2 separate regions of the Delphinus delphis genome follow, and region 2 is linked to region 1. Evidence: chromatin contacts called from public Hi-C data. All regions are on one chromosome and are shown on one strand. The core of a region is the stretch at or near the end of the contact, and the rest is flanking DNA. Distances in the headings are between cores, read along the strand shown.

The links. A called contact is a pair of places that touch in the nucleus more often than the background predicts.
Region 2: a contact with region 1 is called in a Hi-C map of lung, with 3 times the contacts expected there. The contact joins the promoter of MXD1 here to the promoter of LOC132435327 in region 1. A contact is called at or near these places in 2 of 3 Hi-C or Micro-C datasets (lung and muscle).

The regions. Positions count from the first base shown.
Region 1 is chr12:31,084,442-31,091,459 of mDelDel1.2, reverse strand. It overlaps LOC132435327 (histone H3.3-like), which reads left to right and starts at 2,741. Exons shown (of 3, transcript XM_069541268.1): 1 at 2,741-2,758; 2 at 3,431-3,469; 3 at 3,471-3,830. The coding sequence starts at 2,741. The coding sequence ends at 3,830. It overlaps LOC132434823 (a long non-coding RNA gene), which reads right to left. Exons shown (of 10, transcript XR_009521429.1): 3 at 807-867.
Region 2 is chr12:31,217,369-31,224,669 of mDelDel1.2, reverse strand. It overlaps MXD1 (MAX dimerization protein 1), which reads left to right and starts at 5,249. Exons shown (of 6, transcript XM_060026429.1): 1 at 5,249-5,541; 2 at 6,289-6,388. The coding sequence starts at 5,469.

The DNA.
Region 1 (7,018 bases), core at 1,492-3,991:
TTCCTTCCATCCCCGACTGGCTTGATGTTTAGATCTTCTGGCTTGCCATCTGCCCATGTCTGAGAAGTTAACACCAAGCCCCCTAATTCCAAGCTCCATCCTGAATCCTTGGCCCCAGGCCAAGTTTGGCCACAGATCCCCTAGACTGGGCCAGAACCCCAGGAAGGGGGGTCAAATACCAAAGTCCTAAACAAATATGGGAGAATAAGTACAGATGCCAGCTTCAAGGACAGGGATCAGGTGGCCTTACAGGCCAGCAGCAGTCTCAAAGGGGAAAAAGTATTTAAAGATCTGGAAGCAGCTCTGCAGTGCTGGAGGATAAGGCTGGGGGGCAGTCAGGCAAAACTGGGCGAAGTGGTACGGGCAAGTTGAAGAAACAGCCAGTTCCACTTATAAAGATTCCAAGTGAAGTGCCATAATATGGTGGAAACCACATTTACAACAAAAGGAAGAGGGGAAGCTGCATTCTGTGAAGGGGTTGGGGGCATGGTGGGGGGTTGTCTAGGGATTATCTAGAGGAATCACTCCACATCAAAGCAGCAATTCCAGGAGGCACAGTATAAAAGTTTAGAAACTGGCTTCTTCCTGAAAAGAAGGTTCTATAAAAGAGGAGAAAAGACACTGAAATAAAGCCTTTCCTTCTTCAGTAAACCAAAGGCAGAGAGATCATGGTAGATCTCTGGTGACCGTGCTCTTAACTTTCAACTTTCTGAGCCTGAAAGACAACATATTTGGTCTACATGTTTTCCTGGTTACCCAAAGAGATGACACTGCCTAGCTGAGGTCTTACCCAACAGCTGACTCACCATCAGTCTGTATCACAGCCTGCTGCGCCTCATGCCACACACAGTCACATACTGGGCGGCTCTGGAAAGAAAACAATCTGGTGTGAGCTGTCAAAGTCCTCTCGGTACCTGACCTCACCCTCTGGGGTAGGTTTCATTTCAAAACTGAAAGGGACAGAAGGGCTAGGGAAATCCAAAGATCAACAGAGCCAGGGACAGGTGGTTCCCAGCAGAAAAGGGTCCCAAGCTGGAACTCAGAACAGAAACCAGACCACTGATAAGACAGTTTATGGTATCTGTCTCCAAGCCTTCAGATGCCATTCACATATTTTCCAATATTTATAACAGGGCATGACCACACTTATCCAACTTCTGACAACTAAATATCTAATTCTCCAAATGTTCAATCAACTTCCTGGCTTTATTAAGTTTTAGAGCTTTGGGGTATCTCCAATAACTGGGATACTGGGGGTGGGGGTGAACTTCTGAATTTTGCAGTCCTTCATATGGGCCATATTTTAATCCTAACGAATTCTATCATCTCCTCTTCCTTCTTCATTTCTTCATGACCCCTTGGAAAAATTCCTGTCTCACTAAAAAATTTCTAATTAGTTCATAATGGCTCTCTCACTAGAGCAATATTCAATACAATGAAAGTGTACCTCATTAAAGGAGTCAGGTTATTTGCTTGAGGTTCATTTTAACTACCTGAGTGACCCTTAGGTAAGTCACTTAATCTTTCTGGGCTCAGTTTCCTCATCTATAAAGTAAGGAGGTTGGAAACAGAAGGAAAGCAATAAAACTTCCCTGAACTGAGAAAAGACTTAAGTTTTTAAGTCTAAAAGGTTTATCAAGTGACAAGCAGAGTTTTGTTTTTTTTTTAAATCAAACCTAAGCCTATCATGATGAAACACTAAGCATGAAGAAAAAATTTACAAACTTTCAAAGAGAAATGGTTATTACTTACAGAGGAAAGAGAAACCTATTGGCAGTGGATTTTTCATCTGTATTACTAGAAACTGGACAGTACAAGGCTGCATACTTTGTAGAGACTAGGACTACTATTCAAGAATCCTTGGGAATTCCCTGGCGGTGCAGTGGTTAGGACTCTGTGCTTTCACTGCCGAGGGCCCAGCTTCCAGCCCTGGTTGGGGAACTAAGATCCCACAAGCCGTGTGGCACAGCCAAAAAGGAAAAAAAAGAAAAAATCCTAAACCCAGCCAAGATATCATTCATACATGAAGATATACACACACACACACACACACACACACACACACACACACACACAAATAAATAAGTAAATAAATAAATGGACCATCCATGTCCCTTTGTCTAAGAAAATCACTCAAAGTATCCTAGTCAAATTAATATTTAAAACTGGAACAAAGCTGAGAAAGACAAAGTATACGCAAGACATGTTTCCCCTCCCCCTAAGAAAACCTTTTCGTGAAATTGTACCAAGTGACTTCTGATGGCATTTCCACGTACAAACAGAAACTGTCCTATACACAACCGTCCCTGGCAGTCTGGGTTTGCGAGTTGTACATCACCTAGTGGCCTGATGAAGTAAATGCAGTTTCATCAAGTGCCCGGATAAACTTCCAGCCATTTTGTGATCTCTGACAGTGTGTACGGGGCAGCAGCCTGATGTCTTAGAGATTCTGAGTAGGGAACTGCAAACCCACCAGGCTCATATAGAACTGTATAGATTCAGCTCACTAACCATCCGTTCTCCAAGGATGTGGGAAGGGTCCACACTTTGTGCTAACTAATCACAAGAAGTGAAGCATAATTTGTTGCAAGGCTGCACTTACAAATAGTGAGAGACAGAGAATGCTTTTGTGCAGACCAATCTGAACTGAAAGCCAAGTTTAGATGCTATGAGAAAACTGCAAATACTCCTTATAAACAGGAAGAACATCTCCAAACATTCACAAGATTGGATGTGGAAGATGGATTACATTTACCCTGTATGGTTCCAGGAGACAGGCCTATAACTGATGAGAAGATACCTCAATTAGATTTCAATTCAAAACAAGAAATAATTTTCTATTAGTGAGAGCTACTCAACAGTATAATGGGAGAAACCATAAACAAAATGAAAAGACAATCTACAGAATGGGAGAAAATATTTGCAGACAATACAATCAACAAGGGCTTAATTGCCAAAATACACAAACAGCTCATACAATTCGATAACAGAAAAACAAACAACCCAATCAAAAAATGGGCAGAAGACCTAAACATACATTTCTCCAAAGATGACATACAGATGGCCAACAGGCACATGAAAAGATGCTCAACGTCGCTAATTATTTAGAGAAACGCAAATCAAAGCTGCGATGAAGTATCACCTCACACCAGCCAGAATGGCCATCACTAATAAGGTCTACAAATAACAAATGCTGGAGAGGGTATGAAGAAATGGGAACCCTCCTACATTGTTGGTGGGAATGTAAATTGGTGCAGCCACTATGGAAGTCAGTATGGAGGTTCCTTAAAAAACTAAAAATAGAGTTGCCGTATGATTCAGCAATCTCACTCCTGGGTATATATCCGGAGAAAACTCTAATTTGAAAAGATACAGGCAGCCAAGCTCCAGCTGAAGGAGAAGTGGGGTAAGTAAGGAGGTCTGTACAAAGCGGGCTGCCTACAAATCGACCCGTGGTAAAGCACCAAGGAAGAAAGAAACTGGCTACAAAAGCCGCTTGCAAGAGTGTGCCCTCTACTGGAAGGCTGAAGAAACCTCAGCGTTACAGGCCTGGTACCGTGGCACTCAGCGAAATCAGACGTTGTCAGAAGTCTACTGAACTTCTGATTCACAAACTTCCCTTCCAGCATCTGGCACGGAAAATTGCTCAAGACTTCAAAACAGATCTGCGCTTCCAGAGTGCAGCTACCGGTGCTTTGCAGGAGGAAAGTGAGATCTATCTGGCTGGGCTTTTTGAAGACACCAACCTGTGTGCTATCCATGCCAAACGTGTAACAATTATGCCAAGCGACATCCAGCTAGCACGCCGCATACGTGGAAAACACCCTTAAGAATTCACTCTGACGGGAAATACTTCTTTCTTCAAAAAAAGAATTTCTCTTCTTCCTGTTATTGGTAGTTCTGAACATCAGATTTTTTTTCCCCATGGGGTCAAAAGGTACCTAAGTATATGATTGCAAGTGGAAAAATAGGGGGCAGAAATCAGGTATTGGCAATTTTTCCATTTTCATTTGTGTGTGAATTTTTCATATAAATGCGGGGACATAAAGCATTAATGCAAGTCAAAATGTTTCAGTAAACAAGTTTCAGCAGTTCAATTTTATAACAATTATATATAAACCTGTTAAATTTTTCTGGACAATGAAAAAAAAATACAGGCACCCCAAAGTTCATAGCAGCATTATTTACAGTAGCGAAGACATGGGAGCAACCTAAATGTCCATCCACAGATGAATAGATAAAGAAGATGTGGTACATATACACACAATGGAATATTACTCAGCTGTAAAAAAAAAGAAAAGAAATAATGCCATTTTTGGCAACATGGATGGACCTAGAGATTATCATACTAAGTGAAGTCAAAAAGAGAAAGACAAATACCACATGATATCACTTACACATGGAATCTAAAATATGATACCAATGAACTTATTTACAAAACAGAAAAAGACTCACAGATATAGAAAACAAATTCATGGTTACCAAAAGGGAAAGGTGGTGGAGGGGGATAAATAAGGAGTTTGGGATTAGCAGATACAAACTACTATATATAAAACAGATACACAGGGTACTTCCCTGGTGGTCCAGTGGTTGAGAATCTACCTTCCAACGCAGGGGACACGGGTTCGATCCCTGGTTGGGGAACTAATAATATCCCAGAGGCCGCGGGTTAAACTACTGTGCCGTGTGGTGCAACTACTGAGCCCGCGCACTCTGGAGCCCACGCGCCACAACTAGAGAGAAGCTCGCATGCCACAATGAAAAGCCCACTCACCGCAACGAAAGCTCCTGCATGCCACAACTTAAACCTGACGCAGCCAAATTTAAAAACAAACAAACAGGGCTTCCCTGGTGGCGCAGTGGTTGAGAGTCCGCCTGCCGATGCAGGGGACACGAGTTCGTGCCCCGGTCCGGGAAGATCCCACATGCCACGGAATGGCTGGGCCCATGAGTCATGGCCACTGAGCCTGCGCGTCCGGAGCCTGTGCTCCGCAACGGGAGAGGCCACAACAGTGAGAGGCCCACGTACCGCAAAAAACAAAACAAAACAAAACAAAAAAACAAACAGATAAACAACACGGTCCTACTGTATAGCACACGGAACTATACTCAGTATCCTGTAATAAACCATAATGGAAAAGAAAAAGAAAAACAACTATAATGGGATTCCTCAAGAAATGATGAGCTTCCCAGCAATGGAAGTATTCAAAAATAACTTAAATCAGCTGTCCCCAACCTTTTTGGCACCAGGGACCAGTTTCATGGAAGACAATTTTTCCACGAAAGGAAGGTGGCAGAGGGATAGTTCAGGCAGTAATGCAAGCGATGGTGAGCAGCAGATGAAGGTTCGCTCGCTTGCTTGCCCGCTGCTCACCTCCTGCTGTGCAGCCCGGTTCCTAACAGGTCGAGGACTGGTACCAGTCCGCAGCCTGGGAGTTGGGGACCCCTGATTTAAATGATCATCTGTCAGGGGACTATATAAAGCAATTCTGTGACTGAACGGAAGTCTGGAGACAAGGAGATTGATTGTATTACCTCAAAGGCCCTTTCCAATTCCAAGTGTCTGTCATTCTATTAAATAAAATGCAAACAAATAAACAAAACAAAAACCACTAATAAATAACTAAAGAGTTTTCCCTCTGCATTTTTTTTCAAGCTCCGACCAAGAAGCCAGTACAACTTAGTGGGTTTGATACCACTTTCCACTTAAGTAAATGTGGACAAATTAGTTAACTCTATTTGCCTCACTCTTATTGTCTGTAAATTTAGAACAATAATAGTACCCATCTCATAAGATTACTATGAAGATTAAATAATACGATACTTTATAAAGTACTTAAAACAGTGCCTAACAAAGAAAGTGTACACAACTAGCAGGTAGCTGTGGTGAATGGGAGTGGGGGTGGAAAGTGAAACCTAAATGTGCTGCTTGTTTTAGTTATCTGTTCCCAACCCTCAACCAAAGCATTCCTGGCTGCTGCTGGCCAGAGGCTAGGTTCCCTTGGCAACCAGCCTCAAAAAAAAGCCCAGTTCTACCTTCTTCAGGAAGGCAGCTCATTCTCTGCCCTGAAATCTATCATCTTCCTTTGCACAAAGCAGGCTCCCTAAAACCTCACAAATACCAATGCTCCAGATCAAGGAGCTGAGCAGGTATTATCCTCGTCACTTCATATGATCAATTACAGAATATCAGAGTCAGAAGGACCATCTCAGAGACCATGTAGAGCGACCCCTTTGTTTAATAAATGAGGACAACAGGCTGAGAAAAGTGAAGTCCTAGATGTGGCAAGTTGGTGGCAGTGTCAAGACAAGATCGCAGGCCGCCTCATTCCTAGCCCAGTAAAGTTTTCCAATTTTTCAGTAGGACTGGCCCTCCTAAGTCCCATGCTACTGACCCACACTACGTACTTTACACAGGTGAAAGAGAAATAGAAGCAGTAGAGTGCAGAGGTTAAGAGCATGGACTCTGGAGCCAGACTGCTTATTCAAATCCCAGCTCTACCACTTACCGTGACTTTAAGCAAGTTTCCTAACCTCTCTGTTTCTATAAAATAGGGATAAGAGTTACTACTTTATAGTTATTTTAAGGATATGATGAGATAATCCATGTAAAATGCATGGCACACAGAAAGTGCTCGATGTGTATACTGCTTCCTCTGTTTCTCATCATTACCAGTTGCATTAAAAAGAAACAATCATAATAACAAATGAGACCAGACAAGCCCCTACTTCTGGTCCAAAGAGCGCTGGGAAGAACAAGCGTATTTGTTTAGCTCCATTTCCTTGTCCTGGCCAGGAACACCCAATCCCTAGCAGGGGAAGACTACAACTAACCCATCACTCATTCATTTCTTTGGATCTAGGAAAGAGTCAACTCAGAGAATAACCAAGTACATGCTATAGTGATAAGATATTTAAGATCACAAATAAAGGCTAGGGAGGTCCAAACCCAAAATGCAATTCTTGTGGGTCCAGTCTCCTCCTCTTAACCCATGACGGGTGGTATAGTGTAAAGGTT
Region 2 (7,301 bases), core at 4,000-6,499, 130 kb before region 1:
AAAAAGAAACCCCATACTCATTAAAGTCACTCCTCATCCCTCCCTATCCACCTCTACCCTCCACCCCAGAAACCACGAAATGTACTTTCTGTCTCTAAAGGTGTGCCTATTCTGGACGTTTTCATTTAAATGGATATTTCAAATGGATGGAATCACAAAATACGTGACCTTTTGTGTCTGGCACCTCTTGTGCTGCTTTTACATAGCATAATGTTTTCAAGGTTCATTTATGTTGTAGCATATATCAGTACTTCATCCCTTTTTATGGCTTATAGTATTCTGTTCTGGGGATATACCGTATTTTTTTAAAAATTATTTTATTTATTTTGGCTGCGCTGGGTCTTCATTGCTGCGTGCAGGCTTTCTCTAGTTGTGGAGAGCGGGTGCTACTCTTTGTTGTGGTACACCGGCTTCTCATTGCGGTGGCTTCTCTTGTTGCAGAGCACGGGCTCTAGGTGCACCGGCTCCGTAGTTGTGGTACGCGCGCTCTAGAGCGCAGGCTCAGTAGTTGTGGCGCATGGGCTTAGTTGCTCCGCTGCGTGTGGGATCTTCCCGGACAAGGGCTCGAACCCGTGACCCCTACATTGGCAGGCGGATTCTTAACCACTGCACCACAGGGAAGTCCCCACATTTTTATTTATAAGTCATCAGTTGATGGGCATTTGGGTTGTTCCACTTCTTGGCTATTACGAATAGTGCCACTATGAACATTCATATACAAGTTTTTGTATGAACATATGTTTTCAACGCCCTTGGGTATATAACTAGGAGAGGCACTACTGGGTCATACAGTAACTCTATGTTTAACTTTTTGAGGCACTGTCAAAACTGTTTTCCAAAGCAACGGCATTCTTTTACATTCCCACCAGCAATGTATGAGGGTTCCAGTTTCTCCACATGCTCTGCAAAGTTTCCTTTTCCTTATAGCTTATCACGGCCTGACACACTCTATATTCACCTGTTACTGTCTAGTTCTTCCACTAGACTTTGAACTTTCAGGAGTAGCGCTTCTGTCTTGTTTGCTGCTGTAGCCCCGGCACCACACAGTGCCTGGCACACAGCAAAGCACTCAATAAATATCTGTTGAATTCATGAATATAGTTCAGTAAACTTTTTTCACTTAACCACTTCCCTTGGTGTTTTTTTTAAATTAATTTTTATTGGAGTATAGTTGATTTACAATGTTGTGTTAGTTTCTGCTGTACTGATACAGCAAAGTGAATCAATTATACATATAAAAATATCCACTTTTTTAGATTCTGTTCCCATATAGGTCATTACAGAGTACTGAGTAGAGTTCCCTGGGCTATACAGTAGGTTCTTATTAGTTATCTGTTTTATATATAGTAGTATGTATACGTCAATCCCAATCTCCCAGTTTATCCTTCCCCCCTTTCCCCCTTGGTAACCGTAAGTGTGTTTTCTACATCTGTGACTCTATTTCTGTTTTATAAATAGGTTCATTAGATTCCACATATAAGCGATACCATATGATATTTGTCTTTCTCTGTCTGACTTACTTCACTCCACTTTCCTTGGTTTCTGAGTTAACCTTTAGTTCCCCAACTCATAAATGAATACATTTTTCCTATAAAAATTTTAAAACATTATGACAGCTAAATCTGTTTTGCACAGCCCTGGTTCACTGTGAATCCTTTGTGGTGTTTACTTCCAGATCTTATGCATGTATGTATGTAACAGAGTTAGTGTTGGAAATGAGGAAAATACACAGTTTGGCCTTCTTTTTTTTTTTTTAACACAAATAATATGCTTTAGGGATCATTTTACAACTTATTTACTCAGCACTGGCCTTGGGGATGTTTCCATGCCAACGTATGTACCTCTACCTTTTTTTTTTAACTGCTACATAGTGTTCAGTGTAATGTATGTACCCTTGTCTAGCCATTGCTCTATTTTTAAAGTAGCAAATATTTGTGGAATAACTAACTTTTGCAAAGCAGTGTTTTTAAAGGTTTTTAAATTTTAATTTTCTGATATTGGGTATCATGATATTTGAGTGTCCAAAGTAGCCACAAAGAAAGGGACTGATATTAAAGCAGAAAATTACAGTTCTGATTTTTACACTTAGAAGAATAAAATCAATTCCTCAAAAACTTATAAAACAGAATTCATTTTAATGTCATAGTGGTTAACTATGTCAAACTCAGTTATAAATAGTGTTTTTTAATTCAGCAGTTTGGGAACTTTTTAGACAGTTATATAATATCAACAGTTGTCTTCCCTGCCACTCTGAGGTACTCGCTGAAAAGCACCTCTCTGGCAGAGCTCCTGTTGCATTTAATGAACCTTCCCCTCAGCACCGGCATTTACATACTGTCCTATACCCACCTGGAGTATAAACCCCTCAGAGGAAGGAAACTGGGGCTTTCTAAAATATGTAGTAAGGATTATCTGACAAGTATAATCTTTTGTGGTTCCCATTTTCAATATTTTCTTTTACTCCCCAGTTCTATTAGTTTAGCTTGATGCCTGATCAAAGATATAAACCATTGTCAGCCTACGTTTATCTTATTACAGATAGCTTTTTATTTAAAATTCTGGTCATAAAATTCAGGTTCAAACATTCTGGAATTTCGAATTCTTATTTTGGGGGTTGTGCCTATCTGTCAGTGCTTATGTAATGCCTTTGAAGTGCTAGATGCTGGGAGTCACCACTTCTACTTTGTTTTAGGATTTCATTTCTTTTTTCAAAATGTGTACTTTCAGATTATCTTATTTAACTGGTCATTGTAATGTATTTGTGTAAAATAATTTCCAGAAAAACAAGAAAAAACCCTTTGTTTTATACTTACTGCTTGATGTCCAGTAGATGGCACCAAATGCCCTTTGGAGTTCTTCATGATACTAATTCCTGGTTGGTATTGCTGGCTTACTGATCTTGTCTTCCACCACTGCCAAGGAACAGAAAGGGGTCCATTCTTTAGTCTAATTCTCTGATTGTTATATAACTTAGTATTTTTGTTTGGAGTTTAAGATAGACCTGTTGGTGTTTAAATGGTTCCTTGCCATATCTCAGATTTCAAACTTTTTTCCTTTTTTAATTTTGTATAAGTGTGATTTTCAGTCAGGGTAATTCTAGGGGAAGAATCATGACTTTGAAATAAGACTGGGTTTAAAAAAAAGAGTTGAGGGTAAGGGAAAGAGTAAAGAGAGTCTGAGTGTTCATAATAAAATCAAAGAGAAAATATAGAAGTATACAAAATCCAAAATTAAGGTAATGAAATCAAAGTGTTTTTACTGTCAGTTTGGGCTCTTTAGAATTTCACTATGATTTTCAAATTTGTTTTACAGATAACTTGCAGTTAAAACATACTCTTTAAAACTTATATCCCCATTCTTCTAGCTTTTTTGTGCTTTCTTAAAAACCTTTATCTTCAGTGGTAAAGGTGAATATTTATTAGTTTTCATAAAGAATCACCTTTTAGGTCCAATTAACCATTAAAACCAGAAAATATGTGTTCTGTATGTCAGGCCTGGTTTACTGCGTATTAATTCTGTTGAGTTTATTTAATTTTAATGGATTTGTCAACCATTAAAAAGGACACATTTAAAAACTTACCATCATAATGTGTTTCTTTGTTTTTCCCCAGTGTTTGAGTGTCATTGTTTGTGACTCATATAGAAATCCGTCTCTTAGTTGTCTTGTTTTTAGAACAGCTACCAACTGGAGCATTGACACCATGGGCTCTGAGTGAAACAGATCTAGGTTCAGTTTCCATTTCTGGCTGAATGGATGTCTAGGAAAGTCATTTAGCTTCTTGGGCATCAGTTTCCTCATGTGCAAAATGTAGATAATTAACCTATCTAATGGGGTTATATTGAGGATTAGCAATAATGTAGGTAAGTTACCTGACAGGCTATTGTTTTCACATATTGGCAACAATAAACTTTTCTAAAAAGCTTTGTTAAATATGTTCATGCTTTACTCATTTCTATATTCAGGACTCTCAATTTACGAAGAGTTTTATTTCCGTTTCTTAAAATGAAGATGTCAGTATATTAACAGAGTAACTTGGGTCTTGAGATAGCTTAGGGAACAATTCCTAAATAAAGTTTCTAGTTCTGTCTATGTACATTTATATTGGTACCACACAAACACCATTCATAGCCGTCTTGAAAAGAAAGGATTCTTTTTGAGTGTTCTCCTCTAGAATTAAAAGGGAAGGAAAGACCCCGAAAGAGATTTATGTCAAAGAATCTCAGAATTCAACGCCAATCTGTAGGTACAGGAAGTTTCTGAGCTTTTAAAACCCAGTCGCGTGAGGGAGTAATTAGCCAGCACTTGGGGCGGGGGTAGTGCCTAGTGCCTTCGGAGAGCTCAGCTCTGTATACAGCCTCCCTACTCCAGCGCTTTCTGAGGAGAGAAAAAAACGCTGGGCGGCGAACACTGGACAGGAGACAGGCTTTTCCCCCGAGCCCCTCAGCCACGTGGCGCTCGGCGGAGCCCCAGGCCCACCGCCCTACCGTCGGGCTGTCTGCCGCTCTCCCTTCGGAGAGATTCGCGGCTGGGCCCTCGACCTCGGGAAGCCTGTAACCTCCGGGTCTCGGCCGGCAGGCCCAGGGATCCAGCCCCGAACCCGAGCGGGGCAGAGCGCCCAGGTGACGCGCGGTGCCAGCTTCCACTCGAGGGACGCCCAGCAGGTCCCCGGAACTTTTCCCCAGAGACAGGTCCCGGCAACAGGTCCGAGGTGGGGTCGGGTGGAGCCGAGCCCGGCGGCAGCCGGTGAATCAGCGCCGGTCTGCGCCCGGGTCAGCCCTGACGGCCCATGCCAGATCCCGCGAGGAGTAGCCGAGCCGCTGACCACCAGCCATTCAGGGCTCGCTGGCTTGGGGAAAGGTGACGTCATCGTAGCTGGGCGGTGTAGGAAGGTTCCACCAATGGGATACAGGCAGAGTGGCTTGCTTTCTGTAGCTCTTGGCCAATACTAACAAAGCAAAAGGGGGCCCGGTTGTCGGTATAGAACCAATGGAAAACAGGGAAGGAGCACGAGGCGGAGTTGCGAATCCTATCACCAATTGGAAAGAGAGGGTGGAGCCCGGGCCTTATCAAGCGTGACCAACCAGCGAGAGGAGCGGACACTGAGGGGCGGGGCTGTAATGCCTTCCCCCAATCGGACAGCGCCAGAGGCGGGGCATTCTTTGGGGTGCCCAATGAGGAACGCAGCCGAAGCGGGCCTGTCAAGAGAAGGGGCTGGGGGCGGGGGGACGGTGAGTCGGAGATAAACACTCCGCGGCGGTGGCGGCTGCTGCTCTTCTTTGGGTTCTGTCACGGTGTCGGTGGTGCTCGGCTCACCGGTCCCCTCCCCCTTCCGGCGAGCGTGGTCGCCAGAGAGCTTCTCTCAGCCCTGCTCTGCGGGGTCCACAGCGGGGCGTGGGTGTCCGGCGGCAGCGGCGGCGAGTCCGTGGGCAGTGGGGGTTGGTCCAGTGGCTCCGGACCCCGGTGCAGAATGGCGGCGGCGGTTCGGATGAACATCCAGATGCTGCTGGAGGCGGCCGACTACCTGGAGCGGCGAGAGAGAGGTGCACGGGGACGGGAGGAGTCCGGCCCGAGCGGGGACTGGGGGCTCTGAGGGGCCCAGCCGCAGGTCCGGGTGCCCAGCTGCTCCGGGGGTAGTTGGAGGAGCTGAGAGCGCGACCTCGAGCGCTCCCAACCCCTCCAGCTCTCCCCACGCGCGGTCCGAAGGGAGGCCGTCGCTGCCCCAAAGGCAATGAATGGGGGTGGAAAAGGGACCGCTGCCCCGGGGTCCGGAGCGCCGCCCGCTCCGCACCCCGTCGCGAGTGGGGGGCCCGGGGCCCCCTCAGCCAGGCCCTTGGTTTACCTCACTGGGGCTCGTCCCGGCCGGCCCCCAAGTGGGCCTGGCGCCGGGTCTCGCAGACGGAGGAGCAGCGCCTCCCCTGCCCCACACCGTCCCTCCCGGGCTCTGGCTCCCGGTGTTTGCCCCGCACCTTCGCCTGAGGCTGGTCCCACTTAATACACACCAACCTGCTGGACGTTGCCAGTGGGAAACCCAGGCTCCAGGAGACTTGCTGTCTTTCTCAACAATGAGCAGCTGGAATGCTCCTTACACCTGCTCCTCACTGAGGATATTCACTCAATTAAAAAAAAAACCAATCATTGTTCTAAGAATTCCACCTTGCTCCGTTTAATTATTTCCACAATCTTCTTTTAATGAAAAATAAATCAATCTTAAAAGGGAAATACTGTGGAGGGGAGAGAGTGTTGAATGTTCGGGGCTCATTCATTAACTGGATCCTCCGGTTTTCTAGAAGCTGAACATGGTTATGCCTCCATGTTACCATACAATAACAAGGACAGAGATGCCTTAAAACGGAGGAGCAAATCCAAGAAGAATAACAGCAGTAGCAGGTAATTTGGTAAATATTTCCCTTTCTCTTTTAGGTTATACTGTAGATGATACAAACTGCAGAATGGACGTTGCCTGTTGTGATTATAACAGGGTTATAATCATGTAAATGAAGTGGCGATCATGATTCAGTAATGTACACATGGTCTTAAGGCGTTGGAGGAAGCCCTTCTATTTGGGTTGAGGGGACTGAAAAGAAGAGAGAAATGGAAATGTTTTCTATTTCTTTATGAACTTTTTTTAAAACTTAATTTTGCTTTTCTTCCCTTTTGGAGCAAAACTCTGTGGAAACTTCAAGTGAGATTAGCAACAGTGACAATATTTTGCCTTCAGAAGTTGCAGATTCAGGGCAAGTTTTCTATAATTGAAAATACTGGACATTATCCACTTTTTACTTTTCATAGTAAAGATTTTATAGACGTGTTAAAGTATTTGACTTGGCATAGGTGATAGGATTTCATATTTGACATGTAAATTAAATACAGTTATGTGTCTGATAATCTAATTTGTCACTCTATTTATAACGGCAAAGAGGAACGACTGAGGCTAAAACCTGCCTTTTTGGTGATGCAGGAACATATAATATTAAAATATTAATATGCCACAACCCTTTTATGTTAGCCTTGTAGTTCTTGAAATTTGTAAATTTCACTGGGAAGTAAATACTGGTTAATGGTCAATGAAATCACATACTAAAACCCTGAATGTACTTCTTGGTACATGTTGAGTACTCCACTAATGCTATTGCACCCTTTTTTCCCCCTCTTTGCCCTTAATATATGTTAGCTAGGAAATCTGCTTTTATTAGACTCATTCAATTATACCTTTTATTCCAGTAAATTAAAAACATTGACATTTTCAACACTGATTTAGAATCCTTATCTGTCTCCCATTCTCATGAAAATTCCCTGCGAG